2 separate regions of the Gossypium arboreum genome follow, and region 2 is linked to region 1. The links are chromatin contacts, called in public Hi-C maps. All regions are on one chromosome and are shown on one strand. The core of a region is the stretch at or near the end of the contact, and the rest is flanking DNA. Distances in the headings are between cores, read along the strand shown.

What was found. Hi-C and Micro-C count contacts between places; a contact is called where the count stands out from the background.
Region 2: a Hi-C map of leaf shows a contact between it and region 1, with 4 times the contacts expected there. The contact joins the promoter of LOC108483180 here to the promoter of LOC108480511 in region 1. A contact is called at or near these places in 2 of 5 Hi-C or Micro-C datasets (both in leaf).

What each region holds. Positions count from the first base shown.
Region 1 is chr1:16,521,026-16,523,725 of ASM2569848v2, reverse strand. LOC108480511 (probable pectate lyase 18) reads left to right here and starts at 1,251. Exons shown (of 3, transcript XM_017783534.2): 1 at 1,251-1,450; 2 at 1,540-2,280; 3 at 2,360-2,700. The coding sequence starts at 1,317.
Region 2 is chr1:16,878,216-16,880,915 of ASM2569848v2, reverse strand. LOC108483180 reads right to left here and starts at 1,446. Exons shown (of 4, transcript XM_017786440.2): 1 at 1,021-1,446. It overlaps LOC108483083, which reads right to left. Exons shown (of 16, transcript XM_053027605.1): 16 at 2,193-2,504. The coding sequence ends at 2,451.

The DNA of each region.
Region 1 (2,700 bases), core at 2-2,501:
ACCTATTTTTTAAATAGGTTAAACCTCAAGTAAGCTTTTTTTTGACCCAAACCAAACCAGGTCAAACTTAACTCAAATACACTTATAAATTTAAAAGATTTTATGGTCAATGTATTAAATAATTACTCAATCCTAATATAGTTTAAAAATTTTCCAACAGCAATTTTTGTTCTTATAAAATTGACCATTTGGTGAGTTTTCCAAACTGACATTACAACATTTATGAAGCCATTAACTGAATTTTAATTCATAACTTCCATCTTCTAATGTGGGTTTTCAATATGAAGTTTTATAATGTTGATATTTAATAAAGACAACACCATTATTTTCACCCTTTAGCGACTAAATGAAGCAACCTTGTAAAAACATTAACCAATCAACCAACAATCTCGAATTTAAGTTTAGTAATATTCAACCATATCCCATCCTTTGAACACTTTTTTATGAAATAGCTGCCATAACCAAATATGCTAACTAACCCTCTTCAAACTTACAATCTAGGTGGAAAACACCTAAAACAACAACCCTGAAAATGATTTGGGTAAATTACAACATTATCACATTATAATTTGATCACTAAATTATTTAAAAGTTTTCATTTAAGTCACTGAACTATTCAAAAGTTTTCATTTAAGTCATTAATTTTTCTAAAGTTCTACCAGTGAGCTCCAAGCAATGAGCCAATGATCAATATGGTGGATCAGTATCGATCAACAAGTAGAACAACATACGTTAGATCCAAATTGTTATGACTGTCAGTGTCGGATATCAGAAAAAAAAGTTGTTTAAATTTTTAGTTTGCAGATTCATGATATCCAAAATTGTTTCATGAAAAAAAATTTTGAACTGTAAAAGAGAATGAGAAAAAGAGCCTTTGATTAATGTATGCACTACGAACAAAGAAAGTCATATAATATCATTTTTTAACAGCCTAATGACATGAATAGTTCAGTGATCAAATTCTAACTATTTTTTAATTAAGTGATAAAAAAATTTAGTAAGTAAGCATTGTAGTTTACCCTAATATTATTTTAGTTTTATAAAAATTTAGACAATCTTTTTATATATTTTTCATGTAAAGGATAGTATTTCAACTTTTGACTATTTGGAGCAGCTTTGTTGAGGGCATTGCTTAGCAGTCAAAAACTACCAACAGGGAATTCCGTAAAAACCTGAAATCACCGAAGCATAGACGACCCTACATGTTTAGTTTAATCACGCCATTGAACAAGGCTTTTAATCCTCTTTATAAACACCCCCTTCTTCTCAACCTCCCTCCACCACCTTGCCTCACAAAACAAGCAAACAAAGGTAAAATGGCAAGGACAATGGCAATGGCGATCCCTTCACTTCCTCTTCTCTTCCTCTTTACATTTCTGCTTCTACTCCCACTTCTCATTTCCTCTTCCCCTGTTCAAGACCCTGAGCTTGTAGTCCAAGATGTTCACAGGTAAAGAAACTACACCTCCACTTTTCCATTTCCATGTCATCTCCATTAATACTCCAAAGGAATTAACTTTTGTGGTTTTTGGGTGGCAGGGCCATCAATGCGTCCAGGAGGAACCTAGGGTATCTCTCCTGTGGAACCGGCAACCCCATTGATGACTGCTGGAGATGTGACCCCAACTGGGAGACTAATCGCCAGAAGCTAGCTGATTGTGCCATTGGGTTCGGCAAGAACGCCATTGGCGGAAGAGATGGTAAGATTTATGTGGTCACTGACTCGGGCGATGATGACCCCGTTAACCCCAAACCAGGGACATTACGGCATGCGGTGATTCAAGACGAACCGTTGTGGATCATTTTTGCTCGTGACATGACCATTCAGCTAAAAGAAGAGCTGATAATGAACTCATTCAAGACCATCGACGGTAGGGGCGCCAGCGTTCATATTGCAGGGGGTCCATGCATTACCGTTCAGTATGTGACCAACATTATCATTCATGGACTCAACATACATGATTGTAAACAAGGAGGGAATGCTATGGTGAGGGACTCCCCACGTCACTATGGTTGGAGGACCATATCAGACGGTGATGGTGTGTCCATCTTCGGTGGTAGCCATGTTTGGGTTGACCATAACTCCTTATCAAACTGCAAAGACGGCTTGATTGACGCTATCCATGGCTCCACCGCTATCACCATTTCCAACAATTACATGACTCACCATGATAAAGTCATGTTATTGGGACACAGTGATTCGTATACTCAAGACAAGAACATGCAAGTCACTATTGCCTTTAATCACTTTGGTGAAGGCCTTGTCCAAAGAATGCCACGGTAATAATAATATTGCTACTATGGTCAATTAGGATAAATATCAATAACGGATTACTTATATATTTTTTCGGAATTACAGATGTAGACATGGGTATTTCCACGTGGTGAACAATGACTATACTCATTGGGAAATGTATGCCATTGGAGGAAGTGCTAACCCAACAATAAACAGCCAAGGGAATAGATTTACTGCACCTAACAACAGATTCAGCAAAGAGGTGACCAAACATGAGGATGCACCGGAGAGTGAATGGAAGAGCTGGAATTGGAGATCGGAAGGTGACCTAATGGTAAACGGTGCATTCTTTATCGCGTCGGGTGCTGGCGCCTCGTCGAGCTATGCCAAGGCTTCAAGCTTGGGTGCTAGGCCATCTTCACTAGTGGCAACGATAACGACCAATGCTGGTGCGCTTAATTGCA
Region 2 (2,700 bases), core at 197-2,696, 360 kb before region 1:
CCATGTTAAAAACAGGCTATTTTAATTATATTTTTCACAAGAAATTACAAAAATATTTATAGACATAGTGAGCCTAACTTAGGAAACTTTACACTAGGAAACATACTAATTCCAGGGATGCTGTACCTAAAAACAGCCTTAAAGTTAGGGATAAAATATTTACAGAATCCTATTTGATACACTCAAATATTCCTTAATTAGGAAACTGAAATCTGACAATTTTCTTTTAATTTAAATGCATGAAACAGTAACAAATCTAAATTTCCTTGTACTCCAAATATTTAGATACACTAGTCATACCATAGCATTAGTGACCAGACACATGTTTACACCTTATTTTATTATTATCAACTTGCAGGAAGCATCAATATTCAGATACACCTTTGGCATATTTACAAACACATGGTCCAGTAAAATTGTTTGAATCCCAACTTATGACCCACAATGACCATCGAACATACGAGCAAACATTGAATTAACTTTTCCAGCTATCCCTTTTTTTGCTTCACCAGCAGACAACACATACTCCACATTCCTAACAATTTTCTATTCAACAATACTGCTATACAAAGTTAACATTTCCCATCTTTCATCATGGATAAAAGCACAAAGAATCCAACATGCTAACCATAAAATGACATCAATAAGAAAGTCAACACTTTCAGGTCCTCTTATGTTCTATCTATAGATATCATTTTAAATTTCAATGCATCAAATACCAGTGCCACAATTATTTCATAGATACTTTAAATAATCAGCCCTAAAAAATTCAATCAAACAATGCAAACAGTTATGAAGGCTCAATAGAATAGAATAAATCAACAACACAAACCCAACAATCCAACATATTTTACAATCATAAACTGAAAACGTGTTACCCCAAAAATAGTAGAATCTAAACAAAAAACACACGAAGCATGGGTCAAGACTAGTTACAACCGACATTTGAACAAAACCCAAAATAAATTTAGGAAAATTTCATCAATAAATTAAATAAACAACGCAATACACCACCATTACCGTATTTCACAGCCTATGCACCTTTAAACGAAGCTGTCTCCTCGCCATAATGCTTTGTTGTATCCCTCACCACATCTTTGTTTACTATTCTCTCAATTCGTTTTCACCAAAGTTCCTTTTCCGCTTCAAAATTTCCTCCCAAATCACTATTTTTGCAACTAATTTCTCTTCTCCCAAATTGAAATGTTTAGGGTAATTTTTTTCACCAATTCAATAAAATTAAAAAAATTATTTCGATCCCAATAGCAGTGGGGGTTTAATTTTATAGGTTTTGTCGCTTTCTTCATTTGGCTTTACCGTTTAATCTTTAGGGGTTGTTAAAGCATTGTTATTACACACTGAGTTTGTAATTCTTTAATTATGTGGAAAAAAATTAATTACTTGTATTACATAGTTAACAATCCATTAGTGAGAAAACAAAGGAGTGATCAGTTGGAGTAATTATATTAACAATTATGATTAAATTGAGAAAAAAATATTAAAGTGATTAAAATAAGATAAATTCAATTTTAGAGTGATTAATTCAGGGAAAATCCTATAGTTTAAGGGTAAAAGGATAAAAATTGAAGGGTTAAACTGATGCAAAAAATAATGTTCTACAGAAATTTTACCTTATCTAAAGATGATTTGGTATTAGAATTTCATCTCATATTTTGAATTTTTAACACTTTTGAAATCGAAACATGAAAATGTCATTCAAGAATCTTGTGATATTCTTTGAACTAAACATGTTTTATAACCTTAATAATTGGTATCCATAGCTTAGATGCATTTTGGTTGGTGTTATCCAAAACAAAACCAAATCAGATCAATTTATCATACAAGTATAAAGGTGTTTGTATTTTCTTTAATTTTATAATACATGAAAAAAAAACAATTTAACTCTTGAAAACTCGTCAATATAGTTATCTTAATCTTGGTATCTAAACTATGCTCTTTTTCTCATTTTAGTATCTATATTTTTTTATCACAAATAATACCTAAACTATTTTTATCTTTAGTTGGTACCTCTATTAGTTCAATAGTTATTCAAATTATTAAGTTTATATATTTTAAAAAAATTTACCAATTAAAAATTTCATGTTATATATATCTTTTTATTTTTATATTTTCTTTCTTTCTTCTTCCTTTCATATTGAGTTTCTTCTACATGTAAGCATTTGAACTTCATGTTTTAATTAAAGTTTGTAAAATTGAATAGATGGTCAAATCGATTACGCCACCAATTATATATTTGGCCTATTTGTCTGATTCAATTAAATACACTATAAAAAATCCATAAAAATTAAAAATATATATTTTAAAAATAAATAAAACCAATTCAATCAATTTTTTACCTCACCTTAGTTCAATTGGTCTGTATGAGCCAACCAATTCAACCCCTATCTTCATATTAGTACCTTGATTCCCAAACCAATAGGTCCAACCGACTAAACCAATTTTGAAAATACTGATTTTTGATTGATAAAGTAACTTTTTCGATCCTGTCAAGTCAAACAAGCAACATTTGAAAACAAAATCAATCGCCAACACCTTGACCTCAAGAGTACAAATTTCGGTCATTGTCAAACATTATAACAATTTATTATCATCTAAAATCTTTTAACAAATATAACATTTTAATGTAAAATGGGCAACAAAAGAATAATTAATATAATTTAAGTATTAATTTGTGAATTG